3 separate regions of the Mus musculus genome follow, and regions 2 and 3 are each linked to region 1. The links are chromatin contacts, called in public Hi-C and promoter capture Hi-C maps. All regions are on one chromosome and are shown on one strand. Each heading gives the region's core, a stretch centred on a gene start, on an enhancer-like site or on the middle of the called end of the contact. The rest is flanking DNA. Distances are from core to core; before and after follow the strand shown. Region 1 overlaps Methig1 (methyltransferase hypoxia inducible domain containing 1). Region 2 holds the start of Slc11a2 (solute carrier family 11 (proton-coupled divalent metal ion transporters), member 2). Region 3 overlaps 5330439K02Rik (a long non-coding RNA gene).

Region 1 (3,254 bases), core at 87-2,586:
CTCACTAAAAGAAATGAGTCCAGAATTCTCTCTGAACCTCACATTTTATTCACTTGTGTGTTGAGTCGGGGTCTCACTGCCCAGTGCTAGCCTCAGACCCCCTATGTAGCCAAGGATGGCTCTGAACTTTGGACTTTGCTGACTCTGCCATCTGAATGCTGAGATCACAAGTGTGTGCCACCACGCCTGGTTTGTGTGGTGCTGAGAACCAAACCAGGGCTTTGTGCGTGCTAGGCAGACACTCTACCAACTAAGCCACCTTTCCAGCTCCGAGAATGTCGTTTCAACACAGCGAGTCCCGCTAAAAAGAAAACATTTTGGCTTGAATGCTAGGCAGCATCAATTCTAGTTATTTTAGTATTTCACTCTAAAGCTTTTTGCAGCTTCTGCCTCAGTTTACTGCCCTGCGGTGCTACAAGAAGAATCCATGGAGCCTTTATCTTCTGTGCACAGAAAGACCACAGTGGGCAGTCTTGGGAGAAGTGAACGATCTAGACAACTAGGTACCCATGCCTTGACAAGGGAGAGAGGCCAGAGGGAAACTACATCTGATACTTGACTCTTCCTTTCGGAATTCATCGCCAAGAATTCTCGGAAGCTTCAACACAGCCCTCGGACTGCTGGCGTCATCTGCCTCATCTCAGAGCTAATTCACCTGCTGCTTCTAATCCCCAGAGCAGGGTTCCATCAGTCATGCATATTCCCTGGGGTGCTGAGCACAGGCAGGTGCTGAATTCGTGACTGGCTAACTAAGATACTTGTGTTTGACCAAACTTGCCTAGCTTTTCCCAAGATTGGTTCTGTTGTTGAGGCAAGATTTCATGCAGCTCAGACTGGCCTCCGCCCACAGTGTAGCCAAACACCGGGATGAACTTTCGATCCCCCTGCCTCTGCGCACCGACTGCTACCACTGCTGCCATGTGTCACCGACTTCAGCCAACATGAGTTCAGCCGGCCCTGGTGGCACACACTTTTAATCCCAGCACTTGGAAGGCAGAGGCAGGCAGACCTCTATAGTTCAAAGCCAGCCTGGTCTATGTGGTGAGTTCTAGGACATTCAGGGCTACACAGAGAAACACTTGACTCAAGAAAACAAACAAAACAAAAACTTTAATTTGGGGATGGTGTTATGACAGCTTAAGTTCAAAGTATTATTGTCTTTTAAATTTATGTTTTTTTTTACAGAATTTGTGTTTTTATGAGTTTGGGTTTGTGTGTGCACATGTGCATATGCCTGCGTCGATGCTGATCCAAAATACTTAAGTGTTATTTGATTCTGCAGCCGCTGGGTGAGCGGAGCCTTGCTTACTGAGTTTTGTTTGTCCTTTTCTTTTGCAATAGTGTGCTCGTTTTGGAAAAGTGTGTGGGAAAATGTCAGTGTTTGCTTCTCACGGACACTACTGATTGTGGGTGACTTTCTTCTCCAGGTGTTCTCTACTCTATGTATAAGGACTATATCAGACCTCGGTTCTTCAATGTACCCAAAAAGTAAAGCCAGAAGCTGGAAGCAAGGACGGCCGGCTCCTTCAGTGCTAGCATCAGAAAAAGGAATTCTCATTGTGTTCTGAATCATGCTACAACGTGTAACTCACACAGAATCCTCATAGAATCTGTATCTCACGATGCTAAGCGGTTGCTCTCTAAATCCTCTCGGTTAGCTGAAAATTACCCTGCTGCTGTCTTTTTCTGACTTAGGCCCCCTGGAGTTCCAGACTTTGTGCACACAGGCAGCAGCGGTTCCTGCACCAACAGGCTCTGACAGACTTCTAAACAGGTTCTTAGCAAAAATGTGGCCCCCTTCCTTCACTCAGCAAGCAGTGCAGACCAAGTGTGTTTTCTTAGAAAAGGGATCCAGAGGAGGCAAGGTGGCTCAGGAATGAAGATGCTTGCTGCCAAGCCTGGCCTCAGTGCGCACCTTGGAACCCAAATAGTGGAAGAAGAGAATGAAGCCGAGGTTATCCTCTGAGCCCCACACGTGTGTGCATCCACACAAGCAAGCAAATGGCTGTAGAAAGGGGGTGGGACTGGCTCTTGCAGAGCACCATGGCAGCTCACAACCCCTGCCCAGAGTATGTATACAGTGTGCATGCCTACATGTGGGTAAATACTCACACACACCCAAATAAATAAATCTTCAGAAAAGAGAAGGAAAATGGCTTTTCAAAACAGTAGGGCATGATGCCGGCCTAAAACTCTAGGATCCGGAGGCAGGACGGTCACAAGTTCCAGGCTAGTCTGGGGTATACTGTGAAACCCTTTGTGAGTGGTGGGGCAGGATCTTACTGTGCAGCAGTGTCTGTGTTCAAAACTGCAATCCCTCTGCCTCACCTCTTCTGCATGGAAGACACCTCTCCCAAAGCCTACTTTGTAATGTTACTGAGTGAAGGGAAAGAATGTATCTGTTACTTACACAGCACTGCCAACTGTGGATCTAGCAATAGCCGCAACCCATGCAAACTTGCAAACTTGGATGATGTCCCCTTGTACCAAGGAAAAGATGTGCGATGATGCTCTTGCGTTCCCCTGGGCTGGGTAAAGTGGGGGGGGGGGGAATCCACTGCAGGAGGCTGCTAAGTAGGGTCCCTCTACACAGACACTCCTTAACACTTGACTCTGTAAAATACTTCAGTGGCCTAATGCCGTGTCCCAAACATGGTATCTTCATTGGCTACCACACCGCCAGCCTGCATGTTCTCCACCTGTCCTTCACAGTATGGTGGGCACACAGTCATGTAGCGGGAACTCACTACTAATTATTTAGCTGCATTGCCGCTGACTCCGGCCTACACGGCCAGAGCATCCTTTCTTAATTAAACGGCACAGTGTTTAATCCCAGGGAACAGTGAACACGAATAGTTTTCTCTATATTCACTGACTATGCTTATGCTTGCAGGCTGTAACATGTCCTCAAAATGTTCTTGTGTGGGAGGCCTGGTCCCAGCGTGCAAGCTTGAGTCAGGGGAGTCTCTGAAGAGGTAGGGTCTAGGGAGAGATGGTCAGGTCAAGGGGAGGGACTGGCCATTCTTATGGAACTATGTTTTCATGAGGGCAAGCTGTTATCAAAGACAGCCCCTCTAGGGAACTAAGGTTTTAGGTCAGCTGTTGGGGAGGTTGGGGAGGGGGGAGACTATGAATGAATGAATGAATGAGTGAATGAATGAACAAATGATCTCTTGGTCCCCTGGTATGTTCTCTTCCTCTTGCTACTGCCTCACTTGGTACCATCCACCATGGGGCAAGAGTCCCTCAGTAGA
Region 2 (3,532 bases), core at 106-2,605, 39 kb after region 1:
GAGGCAGGAGGATCACTGTAAGCTAGAGGACAATTTGGTCTACACTGCAAGTTCAAGGCCAGTTAACGAGAGGTAGCCAGATCTAGTCTCAAAAAGACAAAGAGTAAGAAGGTACTGTCAGCACCTTGCATCTCTTCACCTGTAATTAGATGCACTTGCAGACTAACAGTATGGCTAGAAAGCCTTGCCTGGAGGACCTTTGGCAATAGCCCAGGGGACTCAGGGCAAAGACTACTGAGAAGGTTAAAGTCTTTAAGGAAACAGCAGGCACAAGCAAGCAGTAATTTAAAAAAAAAAAATACCGGTCAGCAGGAGACTGCCCTAAGCACTTTACCTGTATTAACTAACAACACCAACAGCCCTGACAGACCCAACCTTCACCACCACCACCACCACCACCCCATCCCCCCACCCCACCTTTAAGTGTGGACCGCAGGAAAGCTTAAGGAGCCTGAACCAAAAGTTAACACAGCCAAGAAGTAAGGAGACTTGGTCAGGGTGGAGAATGCCACGGTGGACAACGTGGACAGTTTCCCGTGGTTTCCCCACGGGTCACATGGAAGCTCTCGGATGCCCACCGGCCCTCACCAGCTCTTCTCCCATATTTTGCTTTTGCTGCCTTAAATCACACCGTTGAAAACCAAGGGATAACCGAGTGTCTCCATTTTATACAGCGGAAACTCTACTTCTGAGGATGCCCTTCCAAATATGATGTATCCAAGAAACGGACAAAGAATCCAAAGGTGGAATATCAAACAAATGAGTTTGCAAACTACCCGGCCTAGGACGCCGCTGAGAAGGGGAGTATCCATCGCGTGCAAGTGTCCCTGAACGAGGCCTTGGAAGGCGCAGGGTCCCAGGCTGCACACACAGCCGGACAACCGAGCAGCACTCAACCGCGAGGCCTGAGGCCTTCGGGCAGACCGCGCAGCTCCCGCAGCCGCTGGGCTGACAGGGCGCTGCGCTGCAGGGCACCCGGGGCTCCGGGAGGGCACTGCGGTCGCACCCCCCGGCCGGCCGGCCGCGGAAGGGTGGTCCGGTGTCCCGGGTGGCGGTGAAGAGCCGAGGCCCGTGATCGTCGGCGCCTATGCTGAGCCGGGAGCCCTCCCGGTCTCCTCGGGATACCGGGTTCCCTCCCCGGGCTCGCCGCTGCGCCCTCCCCGCAGGCTGCTCCAGCCCCGTAGGTCGCCGTCCGAGCCCCCTCGCACGCCCGCGCACAGCGGGCCGCCGTAACCCCTGACCCTGCCAGCACCCCGGCTTACCGGCTCCGCCACCTCCACACACGCCGCGCCGGCGACTCCATATCCCAGGAGCCAGCGGCGACCCAGTCAACCTCCTGCCCTCCCGTGATTGGCCGGCCGGGCGGGAGCCCCCCTCTCCTGATTGGCTGGACTCCTGCAGCTGCGGGATTGCGTGGCCGGCGGACCGGGAACGGAGGCTCCGCCCATCCGAGCTGCCTGGGGGCGGGGCCTGAGCGGGGGCGGGGCTGATCCGGAGGCGTGATTCCGCCGGGCGCGCCACGGTCCTCGCAGTTCAAACCTTCGGCGTTCTTATATTGGCAACTCCCATCCCCGGAATGCTCGGGACATATACATTTTTGTCATAGTTCCCGCCACTTCCTTTTAGGCAGCTACACGCCTTTTTCCTCCTAAGAGATGATAACTCCGAGAAACAGCTACACTCGATCCTAAGGCGCCATGGCAGTCCCTATTAGCTTCTTGAGCCACTGCTCGGTGCCCACTGACGCGCCAAGAACACCCCACGCCTGGGAGGAACCGAGAAACTTCGACCAGTGGAGCCAGTTCGGCTGCACCCGTCGTCCTACTCCCAAGACTCACAGTGATCCCACCTGGCTCTGTCTCTTCTCCACACATTTTATCCTGCCTGCCCCCAAAACAGTCCCACTCCATCCCCGGCCTCAGCCTCACCTCTTCGCAGTTTTATGACCTGACAACCCCCCGCCCCAAGTTGCCACCGAAAAGGACTTCTCGATTTCCCCTACAACAGTATAGATGACAGCCCTGTTTTCTTCATATAGAAACTGCCGGGAGAAATGTTCATTATTTGGTAAGAACGGAGATAGGAAGAAAGGGTAAACCCTAAAGATGGAAACTTTAAAAAAAAAAAAAAAATGACAGCAAAAGCAAACAGAAAGGCCCCTGGCTGGGGCTGCTGCTCTTCATACAGAATCGTCACCTGAAAGAAGAGAAACTACAAATTAATCTTGGCCGCCTCTCCAGCTCATCCGTGGCGTTGGAGAAAGGCTTCTTAAATGCCTTCGAGCCCAGAACCTTTCTTCTGGGACCTTCCGCTGCATCTAGAAAAGAAAGGGGCGAGATCTGTTTGTGTCAGCGTCCAGGTGTGCTCCTCGGCTGGCCAGCGTCCCTGGGCTGTGGCCACTTACTTAGCTCACAGTTGGGAGCAGCTGCTGCCGCCCTTGGCTGCTTCTTCCCCATGGTGCAGGACTGGTTTGGCTTTTCAGAGCAGCGCAGCCTCTATATATGCAGAGGAGTACGCCTCCCCTTGGCTAGAGAGAACACTTAAGGTAGGTCAACACTGAGGGAAAAATTTCAAACCGCACCCTTCAAAGCATAATCAAATTTCATCTTTGACCGGCCATGAGAAGGAGGAATTGTATTTCTGCCACTCCTAGTTATTAGTAAAAATTAATTGAGTTAAAAGTTTTCTTCTGAGATTTCATTTATGTGCCATTCGGCAGGGCAGGACGTGGAGGCGGGCAGTGGGTGCCCTGGCGGTAATGTAGTAAAGCCTTTTGTCTGGAGGCCACTCCCCTGGGAGTTGAAGCTGGGGTTCAGGGACTCACTCCACTGTAGATGAGCAGAGGACTCTGTCCCTGTGAGAAGGGAGGTGGAACCAATTAACCCGAAGCCTTGACAGCCCACATCCATTTTCCACTCAGTACGTGCCACACTGAAGTGATTATAAGACTTCAAAGTAAAGGTGAAAACGCCACCTGGTCTCTCCCTCCAGATCTGAAGGAGCCAAGGGCGGCCATTAGCTAGTCAATCAGTGATCTCCAGGCAGGGGAGCAAAATGGGCAGAACCAGAACTTAGTACCCGACAGAAAAGAAAAAGTCCCGAGGCAGCAAAACAGAAATCCAGGGCAGGGGTTTTTCTGTGTAGTAGGAAGAAAGCTTACAGAAAGAAGGGGGGCGGGGGGGTTGCCTCCTGGAAACAACTGGTGTACTTACCTAAGAACGAACAGAAAGAGCCGCTGACTCAGATTGCCGACACAGGCTGCACATTTAAGCAGCATGTCGGTTCTGGAAACCATGAGTTTTCTGAGCAGCGTCCCAGAGAAGAGTCTCCGTGCCTGCTCAACTCCTGCAAGTCCCAGGTTAAGAAGTGATCTGCTTCCAACTGTGGTAGCTATCAGACAGTTGCCTAAGGCAAAGTTGCCTTTGCAGATTAAGCTGAGGACAACTTGTCCTCAGAAAATAGAAGTGCCCATAAAACCATCCATGAAATCAAATCTGGCAGAGGAAAGATTTGAATTTATGAATTCTAGAAG
Region 3 (3,585 bases), core at 494-2,993, 60 kb after region 1:
TCACATAGGCTGCCTAAGACCATCGGAAAACATAGATATTTACATTACAAATCATAACAGTAGCAAAATTTCTGTTATGAAGTAGCAACAAAAATAATGTTATGGCTGGGGTCACCACAGCGTGAGGAAGTGTATTAAAGGGTTGCCGCTTTACTTTAGAGAGGTTGAGAACTGAAGATCTAGGAGATTTGTACAGAGACAGCAAATGCACTTGGTTTTTATTCTAGCACATGGTGGCTGTGTCTTTTCCGCATTGACTAGGATAAGACCTCACAGTCTTATTTATTAGTCTACTCTTATTATTTTTTTTTTAAGATTTCTTTTTTTCCGAGACAGGGTTTCTCTGTGTAGCCCTGGCTGTCCTGGAACTCTGTAGACCAGGCTGGCCTCGAACTCTCAAAGATTTATTTATTTATTATATATGAGTTCACTGTTGCTGTCTAGAAACACACGCATCAGATCTCATTGCAGATGGTTGTGAGCCACCGTGTGGTTGCTGGGATTTAAACTCAGGAGCAGTCAGTGTTCTGAACCACTGAGCCATCTCTCCAGCCCTAGCCTAGTCTAGTCTTAAAAGAACTCGTGCATAGGAATTGAAGATGGAGAAAGGGGGTGGCAGATCCAGGTCATCGAGTTCCCAGAATGAAGCAGGGTCTGTTGTGTAAACAAAGATTTTACCAGGTCATGGGGACTAAAATATGTGCACAGAAGTCTTATGAGGTAAGAAAGAAGGTTTGCGTTCTTTGCCCTAAACACAAGTTTTATAATATTTGGTGGCAGAGACTCATGTTTAATATGACTAACACTATTAATCATGGACTTTGAGGTTTCAGAATCCCTTACTGAGGCTGGAGAGATAGCTCAGTGGCTGAAGGTCCTGAGTTCAAATCCCAGCAACCACATGGTGGCTCACAAACATCCATAATGAGATCTGATGCCCTCTTCTGGTGTGTCTGAAGACAGCTACAGTGTACTTAGATATAATAATAAATAAATCTTTATAAAAAAAAAACTCTCTTCCTCTCCCCTCACCTCCAACAGGTATAGCTGGGTGGTGGTGGCACACACCTTTAATTGGAGGCAGAGGCAGAGGCAGAGGCAGAGGCAGAGGCAGAGGCAGAGGCAGAGGCAGAGGCAGAGGCAGAGGCAGAGGCAGAGGCAGAGGCAGAGGCAGAGGCAGAGGCAGAGGCAGAGGCAGAGGCAGAGGCAGAGGCAGAGGCAGAGGCAGGTGGATCTCTGTGAGTTGGAGGCCAGCCTGATCTAGAGAGTGAGTTCCAGGCCAGCTGGGGCTATGCAGAGAGGCCCCGATTCAAAACAAACAAAAAAATAATTTATGTTTGTGCATATATCTATATAGACATAGATACACTTACCTGTGTAAGTACAAACATGTGTTATATGTATTTCTATACAATACATACATGCGCAACAGAATCTTCCCTTTAGGGTGGAAGCTCATTATATTCCTTGTTTTAAAATGTCCCATGGCAGGAAATGCCTGCTTACCACAACGCCGCTGGCTCTCTGTAACTTGGCCAAAGTATCTACCTGATTACAGTATCTCTAGATGATAACATTTTGCTACTGCATGGGGAGGCCTGACAGCGATCTCCTTATCACTGGGGGGAAAGAAAGCCAGTAAATGCCTTTGAGTCAGATCAGATCCAGAACCCAACTGCAGCTAACCTAGAGGCAGCTCAGTTTCCCTGTCCTCTGATAGCCCCTAAAGACAGTAGCCTGGACCAGCGTGGGTTCGATCCGAGAAGAAAAGCTACCAGTCATGACGCGTAAGGGTGCTTGTCACAGAGCTATGACCTTAAACAACATGAAAGCTGGTGTTGGGGGCGGGGGCGGGGGTGGGGGGGTGGGAGGGAAGGAGAGGAAGCAAGGGAGGGAGGGGGTGTTTGTGTGGCGCGCGCGCGCGCGCGCGTGTGTGTGTGTGTGTGTGTGTATGTGTGTGTGTGTGTGTGTGTGTGTATTCACCGGCAGAGAAGGTGGGTTTCCTGCTTTATAGCCCTCTCGCCTCATTTCCTTGCGACAGTCCCTCCCTCACTGACCCGGGATTGGCTGGCAAGCAGCAAGCATTCTCTTGTCTCTAAAGCCCACAGCGCTGCGTCACGGGCATGCATAGCCACGCCCATCTTTTTCCCTGGGCGCTGCAGACTTTCTGGGTTTTGCTGCCCATATTCACAGCAAGCCTTAACCTATTTTGGTCCGTCCTTGTCTAGAAACACCTCCACAGACACTGAGAAGTGCAGTTCGCTAACAGCTCCTCAGCGTTCCTGTGTCCTAGACTAAGTACTGCAGACTCTAACTAGTCTACAGTTGCTTCTCTTATCCGAAGCCTCAGTTTCCCCTGCAGTGAAATGAGGGGATTTTAAAGTCATTTTAGAACACTGGCAGTCAGGCCAGCATACATGAACCAAGGCCACTGCCTCCCAGCCGGTCTGCCTCTGCTGTGGAGGGCGGTCTTTCCATTTCATTTTCTGCTTGTTCAAATGCAAACAAACAAGGGAACAAATATGTAAATAGAGCAAGAAGCTTGCCTTCTTAAAGGGTATTCGGTTTCCATACAAACAGAGAAGCCAGGCGTTTAACAGTAAAGCCGGAAAGGAAAGTGGAAATCAAGATCGCAGGAAGGTTACGGAGTGTTCAGAGTCCCCCGGGAAACGAGACGGAAATGGGGATTGGTGGTGTTATGCCTGCCTGGTGTGTGTGGCACTGAAAACTCATCACTGAGAAACGTGATGCAGGAATACAAGCCCCTGTTGCAAACCTGCTGGCTTTTACCTAGGTAAGTACGATCAAACCTTCAGACAGAGCTGGCGATGCCAACCGGCACTGCCTGCTCCCCAGAGGACCTGGGTTTGATTCCTAGCACAACCACCTGTAACTCTGGTTTCAGGGGATCGGATGCCTTCTTCTGGCTTCCTCGGACAAAGTGTGCACATGGTATACAGACATACACCCAAGGAAAACACCCATAAAATAAAGAAAAAGAAAAACTATCAAATGTTTAATCCTGTTTTTATTTGCATATTTAGGGGACGGTGGCTGTCTGTTGAGGGGTTTTCTTTTGTCAAGCCTGGGGTTTGGTGTATGCTAGACAAGCACTCTACAGCTGAGCTATACCCTGGCTCAAAAGATTGCTTCTCCTCAAATAAAATAAAATAAAATAAAATAAAAATATAAATAAATCAATTGGTCACAATTTACTTTAAGGCCTGAAAACATTGAGTGATCAAAGTGAAACCATGGTAGCTAGGCAGAGTGGCACACACTTGGCATCCTGGCACACCAGGAGCTGAGACGAGAGCATCGTGAGTTCAAGACCACCCTGAGCTACAGTGCTTGCAGGACACTGTCAAAAAATATTAATTTTTGTTATTGCTTTTGTGGTACTGGGGTCTAAATTTGGCAGCTTGTTCTCCCTTGGCAAGCACTCTACCACCAAACTATAACTGAGCTCTTGGGATTTCTTAAAGTTGGTAAATGTGATATAAAACTTTTAAAAAATATAGTCATCAAGTTGGCTCAGTGGTAAGTGCACTTGTCACACAAGTGTCACGACCTGAGTTCTAGTCC

What was found. Promoter capture Hi-C pulls out the DNA fragments that hold promoters and counts their contacts. Hi-C and Micro-C count contacts between places; a contact is called where the count stands out from the background.
Region 2: a contact with region 1 is called in a promoter capture Hi-C map of liver, with 2.6 times the contacts expected there. The contact joins the promoter of Slc11a2 here to the enhancer-like site in region 1. A contact is called at or near these places in 18 of 39 promoter capture datasets (the 3T3-L1 cell line, 3T3-L1-derived adipocytes, the HPC-7 cell line and 11 more), 6 of 484 Hi-C or Micro-C datasets (bone marrow-derived macrophages, fetal liver, liver and 1 more), 10 of 115 datasets of contacts at active chromatin or transcription factors (the HPC-7 cell line, the SCID.adh cell line, embryonic fibroblasts and 4 more) and 2 of 9 other capture datasets (adipose tissue and pancreatic islet).
Region 3: a contact with region 1 is called in a Hi-C map of liver, with 2.3 times the contacts expected there. The contact joins two enhancer-like sites. A contact is called at or near these places in 5 of 39 promoter capture datasets (the 3T3-L1 cell line, the HPC-7 cell line, hippocampal neurons and 2 more), 4 of 15 datasets of contacts at CTCF or cohesin (the G1E-ER4 cell line, large pre-B cells, pro-B cells and 1 more), 115 of 484 Hi-C or Micro-C datasets (the 63-12 cell line, the AML12 cell line, the AtT-20 cell line and 65 more), 12 of 115 datasets of contacts at active chromatin or transcription factors (the 230-238 cell line, CD8 T cells, the HPC-7 cell line and 8 more) and 2 of 9 other capture datasets (embryonic stem cells and macrophages).

What each region holds. Positions count from the first base shown.
Region 1 is chr15:100,382,300-100,385,553 of GRCm38.p6, forward strand. Methig1 (methyltransferase hypoxia inducible domain containing 1) reads left to right here. Exons shown (of 4, transcript NM_001024672.3): 4 at 1,428-2,136. The coding sequence ends at 1,492. Higd1c (HIG1 domain family, member 1C) reads left to right here. Exons shown (of 4, transcript NM_001002900.1): 4 at 1,428-1,656. The coding sequence ends at 1,492. Among named protein-coding and RNA genes, the nearest start is that of Higd1c, 19 kb to the left of the region's middle. Within about 2 kb of position 1,337, at least 4 of the 459 cell types and tissues checked have an H3K27ac peak or open chromatin away from gene starts, as enhancers often do. A contact at or near this core is called in hepatocytes and liver, where this site is marked.
Region 2 is chr15:100,421,700-100,425,231 of GRCm38.p6, forward strand. Slc11a2 (solute carrier family 11 (proton-coupled divalent metal ion transporters), member 2) reads right to left here and starts at 1,356. Exons shown (of 17, transcript NM_008732.2): 1 at 1,263-1,356. Gm5475 (predicted gene 5475) reads left to right here and starts at 1,494. Exons shown (of 3, transcript NR_040351.1): 1 at 1,494-2,545.
Region 3 is chr15:100,441,643-100,445,227 of GRCm38.p6, forward strand. The region is part of intron 1 of 5330439K02Rik (a long non-coding RNA gene); the gene reads right to left. Among named protein-coding and RNA genes, the nearest start is that of Gm5475, 20 kb to the left of the region's middle. Within about 2 kb of position 1,744, at least 311 of the 459 cell types and tissues checked have an H3K27ac peak or open chromatin away from gene starts, as enhancers often do. A contact at or near this core is called in hepatocytes and liver, where this site is marked.